2 separate regions of the Macaca mulatta genome follow, and region 2 is linked to region 1. The links are chromatin contacts, called in public Hi-C maps. All regions are on one chromosome and are shown on one strand. The core of a region is the stretch at or near the end of the contact, and the rest is flanking DNA. Distances in the headings are between cores, read along the strand shown. Region 1 holds the start of UBA6 (ubiquitin like modifier activating enzyme 6). Region 2 holds the start of CENPC (centromere protein C).

Region 1 (3,086 bases), core at 542-3,041:
TCAAATCTAACATGCCCTCAATTTTAAGATGCACCATTATTTTCTGTATTTATTTTTTAAAAATTCGTCCTCTATTCACGGATGTTAAAATATGAAGAAGTGTGGGTAATGGCAGGCCATTGTTTTGGACTAGCCTTCTACACGAGGCTCCATCAGGTCAAACCAGAATGGAGTTGCTCGTGCTAAGCACCATGTAATTAAAGTGGATTTTGAAAAACTGAGCCAGTTTTAAAAAACAAAAACAAAAAACGAAAACAAAACAAAACAAAAAAAACAAAAAACAAAAAAACCCAGGAGATTCTAGTGAACCTAGTGGGAATAATAAGGAAGTATGCTCTGTTTTAACATTTACAAAGAAAGAAATGTTGAAATAATCTGATTTTTGTTCTGTTTCTGCTTTCTTCAGTCCTTTTCTGCCCATAAAGCCAATGTTCTCTGTTCAGCTCATTGGAACACTCATTCTATTTCATAGAAAAGTTACTTTCTTAAATTAATTTTTCATTTACTTTCTATTTTTGGCTTCCCACGATGAACCTGATAAAACTGGTGAGCAATGTTATCTCTATTGTCTGCTTATTGTTTAGTCATTAGGTTCTTTATGTTTAATAGGCATTCAACAAATAGGAAGAAAATTTGTATGGAAGGGAAAGCAGAGGGAGGGAAACAAAGAAACTGACAGTATCTGTAGGATGGGCTAGCCAAATATATTTTACTTATTAACTTTAGAATAAAGAGAAAAGCCAGGGAATAAACTTAGTGCTAGAGCAGAGCCTTGAAAGAACACAACACAGATCAAGTAAATTCTAATGTGGAAAATGTTCACAACCGGATTGAGGAACACAGATAATGCTATAGGTGAGCAACATAAAGCTTCCAAGTATTTTAAGATGTGCAATTTTGAAGAGAGTAGAGGGGCACAAAGGATAATACAGTTTTGCCTGGACCCTCATCTCCACATGAGGGAGGAAAAATTTCTAATTAAAAATATGATACATCACTGAAAATTACATAATACTCAAAGTATATGCTAATTTTAAAAATCCTGCAGATGTTTATTCAAATATACAGTGTTAGAGTGAAAGACAAATCCTAATGTTATTGTGTCCAACTCATTGTTGCTTTCTAAGAAAGGTGACACGAAGTAAATGAAAAGAATTATATGAGAACTCCTTAGACATGTGTTCTGGTAATCTAACAGTTATCAGCTCTATGACCTTGACCAAGTCACTAGCACTGACCGGAAGTTCCTTTCCCTTACCCACAAATTTGAGGGACCAAACTGGATGATCTAACGTCATCTATGGCACTAAAAATCACATGATTCTATTAAATCTGAGGCAGTTCCTCACATGTAGTGGACTCCCAAAATTATTTATTAAATGTATAACATCTTTAAGTGGAATCCCCTCACTGACAATCTGGAGCTATTAGCAGCCTTCAGTTTATTTATAAAATAAAGCTGTTTCCTCTTCTTACTATAAGACTCTTTTAAGGATCTGCAACGCAATCCCATCATTTCGCGGGTTACTAGAGTCCTGCATGTTTGGCTGTAGAGCAAGGGTGACGCGTAACTTCTGGACTTTGGTTCCATCTACATCTGCCGAATGCGGATGCCAGTCGCAACAGTAACGCCCCCTTCGGCCACCTGCACCACAGCACTCCATGCGGCCACACCCAAACCGGAAACCAGGACGCCCCTAGGGTTGACGGGAAGGCGCTGCCGGGCTCCTAGCTTCCCGAGGCCCGCCCCTCTGATGACGTCGCCGCCCGCCCCTTGACCCCCGCGGTCCCGCCTCCTTCCTACCTCCCAGTAGCCGGCGGCGGTGTCTCAGGCGGCAATGGAAGGATCCAAGCCTGTGGCCGCCCCTCAGGGGGAAGAGGCATCCTGTTCTTCCTGGGGGACTGGCAGGTGAGAGGACGAGGCGGGTGAAAGTGAGGGGGTCGCGGGTGGGACCCAGGCTCCAGGTTTCTGCTTCTTTCTTTCCGGCGGGCTGGGGGCGCCAGAGAGGCCGTGGGGCCGAGCAGAGCCGGCCCTGGGAGGAGAGGGGCGCGCGGAGTGGGTGTGGCGACGTGGGCTAGGGCCTCTGCTGTTCCCGGCTTTCCTGAGGAAAAGTCCCCTTTCCGCACCTTTGAGCGCTTTCTCAGTTCTGGCTGGGATTCGGGATCCTCCTTCCTCCGAGTCACCAGACTTGAGGGGCTCCGGCCGAGAGCGAGTTCTGGTCCCGGTCACTTGGCGTGAGCTTCCTCGACTGGTGCCAAGCACCTTTCCTCCTTTCCGTAAAAAGAAAGCGAAGAGCGCCACTGTGCACCTCCACTGAGATCCTCTTTTGAAAACTGTTACCAGAAGGAACTTGGTAAGAATGAATCAGTAGCAATCTGGACACCCTGAGGCCTCTGTTGACTATGGAAGAAAAAAAAAAAAAAAGCCAGGAAAAAAAAATACACAAGTTACCCATTCTTATTTCCCACTTGGTTTTGAAATTCTTTAGGGCTTTCCCGCCCCTGTAAAATTAGGGGGGAAATATTTGTGCCAGGCCTTTACCAGTTTCTTGGTTAGTAGTTCCTCTTTCGATCATCTCATAATTAATAAAGCAGGTAGTTATATTCTGTCCACCGCTGTCAGAATACACCATGTCAAAGATAGAAGTGATGGATGTATTATTTTCAGCTGATGTGACACTTTGTAAACCTGTAGCCTTTTCGCCAGTTTCAGACTGAAGGGATGCTTTCAGTTTCATGGTATTGTCTGCCATTGCAGACACTGCCAGACTTGAGGGATATTATGTAATATAACCCGCGCCTTATTCGAAGCGTTTTTGATTGTCTTATAGATTATATTATTTTTGCATATTCTTGAAACATTCCAGTGAGGTACAACTTTCTTAATAGTGCCAGTAATGCCATTAAGCGGCAGAGCTAGTTAGAATGTAGCTCTTCTCGTTTTTATTCAGATTTACCCACTAGGGCTATTGCCCCCGCCATGCAAGGAGAGCAGCAAGTGAAAGTGTACTAGGGATAAGGTGATAGGAAAGTAGATAATAAAAAATTTTGTTGGCTGGGTGCAGTGACTCAAACGCTTGCAATCC
Region 2 (3,471 bases), core at 713-3,212, 150 kb after region 1:
ATACACATCTAATTATGTATATGTTAATACTTCCATATACTGATATGTAAGTACACACACACACACACACCCCCTTAACTAGGTAAGTAGTTGTGAAAGAAACTTCAAGATTGCATTAGCAGCTCATAAGAAGTAATCTTGATGTATTTTGGGGGGAGATTTATAAAGACAAACCTGGGTTTTTAAATAAATATTACTCCCCCCATTAATTAGCAATCCTATTTTAGGATACTAAAACCATGGTGGGGCTACTAAGCACTACAACAATATGGAAGTAAAACGTTTGTCTGGAAACTGTGGCGTCTCCATAACTGTTTTTATAGGAGTGCTGCTCCATTTTCTTTAGAACAGTTCATCCTCAGCACCCTGTGTGGCCTGCATTCTACAGCAGCACAAGCCATTGCATTTCAAATTTCTCAAAACCCTCTGTGGGACTTAGTTTCCAGTGGAAGCAGGAGGATATAATTTTACATATGGGACTTTACATCTATAAGTGTGCTTGCTAAAATTTCTTACCCAGAGGCAAAGAGTGTAGTGATTAAGAGCTCAGTTGTGGAGTCAGAATTCTTGGGATAATATCCCATCCTACCATTTAGTGGTGATGTGATCTTGGGCAAGACACTTACCTCTCTGTGTTTCAGTGCCCTTGTTTATAAAACAGGAATATTAATTGTTCTCTTCAATGCATGCGAAGCATTTACAGAACTGGGCATAGAGTATGCACTCAATAAATGTTAGTGTTTATTACTATCTATTCCAAATGTGATAGTACCAAATTATATATCATGTGGACTGATTGGCAAAACTGCCAAACATAGTAAAAGTGTCTCCATAATGATTCCAATAGCTTTATTATTGAATTCTTACTCTGTTCCAAACATTGTGTGTAGATCTTAACAGGAATTATTCAATTACAACATCTCAACCACTTAATATTATTCTCATTTTGCAGACAAGAGAATTAAGGAACAGATAACTTAGTTGCCCATAATGGCAGAATTAATGGAATGGAGTGCAATCTAGGCCTAATTTCTGTCAGAGTTCATAGTTCCTCTTTCTTTCCTATCAAAAAAAATAAATAAAATAAAAAATTGGCTTTCATAGGTGACAGCATTTATTAAAGCACTACATGTTTTAAAAATCTATTAGCTCAACTCCTGATTAATGTATTTATTCAATGAGTAAACTACTTTCTGATTAGAATTTTCTTGTAATTTTAAATTAAATAATAAAATAAGACACAGCTTCATAGAATCATACACTGGTCAGGTGAGAAGTCTTCAGAGCGTCTAAGTTAGACTTCCATTCTATCACTATGGAAACACCCAGAATGGTGCCGAAATTTTTCTCCCCATAACACAGCTAGTCATTGGCTGGCAGGTTTCAGGATTCTGTATAGAATTCTTTTCAGTGCATCATACTTAAATGATAGCTATTTACGTGGGTCATTTGTTGGCAATGCATCATAAAAACATCACCCACATACTTGAAAAAGAATACAAGCCATCATCACCATTATTACACATAATTATTCAATTATTTTCAGAGATGATGGTTAGATGGGTTGGGCGTGGCTGACGAATTTGCATTAGAAAAATCTCTTCAAAAAGATTCTGTTAAAAAAAAAGTCTTCAATTTCTACCTCTCATCCTTCCAAGTATTACTTATTATTCTTTAATAGAACTGTTGAGAAGTTTTACATTGGGCACAAGGAGCGGTTCCCAGGACCGCGCCTTCCAAATAAAGGCCCACTCTCGCGCCTGTCCCCGACGCGGCGCTGTGGAAGGGAGGTGGGAAGAGCAGAGCAGCTAGAGATAGGGCGGGCGGAGCTGCGGGCGGGAGGGCCATTGGCTTAGAGCAAGAAGGGGCGAGCTCACTAACCGCTTGCTTCCTATTGGACGGCGCAGCCCGTTTTGCGCATGTGCGGCTGGGTTCAAACCCATGCAGGCGCCGAGCGTTCTTGTTTTTTGAGGGCGGAGCTGATGGCGGGGAAGTGTTGTTAGCGCGCGCCTTCCGGATCCCAGCGCTCCCGGCCGTCCTCTTCGACTTAGGGGTGTTGCTTGGCCGCCGCCTGGTAGTCTGGCGGTTCATTTCTTGCTCGGCCTCCTGGAGTTGTGCTCCGTGTGGGCTTCCACCTCAGACCCCTGCGCTGGCTCAGCGGGGCCGGAACATGGCTGCGTCGGGTCTGGTAAGTGCGGGCCCTCGCGCTCCAGGCAAGCGGTTGAGCGGCTGGCTGGGGACACGGGCGCCCGAGGAGGGGGAGAAGGAAAGGCTAGGCTGGGGCTGTGGTCCATGAGGGATTTCAGTGGGAAAGCCGGAGGAATTTTTGAAATCAAGTGTGATCGTGTATCGATAATCGGAGTTAATTTACTGTACTTTTATTATTTCTTAAGTTTTCGTGTCTTCGTCTGTGCCTGCGTCTTACTCTTGAGAGGTGCTTGTGATTTCTGTTGGGGTGTTTTTTCGAGACGGAGTCTTGCTCTATCCCCCAGGCTGGAGTGCAGTGGCGCGATCTTGGCGTCTGCTTTTTAGTCTAGCTCCAGTTCCTAGTCCTCCAAATACTTTTCTCCCCATGGTAGAAGTATTGAAACGCCTTAAAAATGTGCCTTTGCGTCACACTTGCTAGTTGGGAGAAACAGATTATGTAACAAGTATGTCCCGAAATAGTTTGACGTTTTCAGTTCTTCTGTCAAAATGGTGGCCTTATATGCAGTTCTTGAGGCTGATTTATGGAGCATCAGTTATCGACAGTGTTCTTAAAGACAGCTATTAGTTAAAAGGTACAAGCTGTAAATGACTAATGGGGGCGGCAACTCATATTTTGTTTACATATTTCTGGACTTCTTTGGTGTTCACTATTCTATATTTCATACTTTGGTTATGGTTGCTATATCAAACCCGTATCATTTCTTTTCTAATTTATCTCCTCTTCTTCAGCTTCGATGATCTCCCATTGTGTGACGTTATACATATAAACATAAAGAGTTGTATGAAAGAATAATATAATCTAGACTTTTTACTATGAGCACATATATTGTTTACATTATATATAATCAGAAAAAAGCAATAAAGCCATTCTCACTGTGGGGAGAGAAGCGGAATAAAGCTTACCAGATGCCGGCCGTTCAATTTTTAAATGCCTATCATAACCTTAGAATTGTTTTGAGCCCTTAGGAGATATTTGGTGTATAGCATGCCCATGCTGGATGAAGTTACTTTGAAAATAAATTTTATTCTGCTATATCTTAAACCAAATGGATGATTTACTTTTCTTTCAGGATCATCTCAAAAATGGCTACAGAAGAAGATTTTGTCGACCTTCCAGGTGATTTATATACTTAAGCTTTTAAGATTATTTTTATTCTCATCGTTAATAGATTTTTAAATGAAGAAAGGAAAAACTATCACCTGTGACTAAAATAATGATTTCTATGCCCACTGATTAAGGGTAGTCATCTTATACTAACGGAA

The links. Hi-C and Micro-C count contacts between places; a contact is called where the count stands out from the background.
Region 2: a contact with region 1 is called in a Hi-C map of CD4 T cells, with 2.5 times the contacts expected there. The contact joins the promoter of CENPC here to the promoter of UBA6 in region 1. A contact is called at or near these places in 4 of 14 Hi-C or Micro-C datasets (CD4 T cells, blood, cortical neurons and 1 more).

The regions. Positions count from the first base shown.
Region 1 is chr5:65,790,256-65,793,341 of T2T-MMU8v2.0, forward strand. It overlaps UBA6 (ubiquitin like modifier activating enzyme 6), which reads left to right and starts at 1,792. Exons shown (of 33, transcript XM_015138616.3): 1 at 1,792-1,909. The coding sequence starts at 1,839.
Region 2 is chr5:65,937,520-65,940,990 of T2T-MMU8v2.0, forward strand. It overlaps CENPC (centromere protein C), which reads left to right and starts at 1,963. Exons shown (of 19, transcript XM_001099283.5): 1 at 1,963-2,188; 2 at 3,279-3,325. The coding sequence starts at 2,171.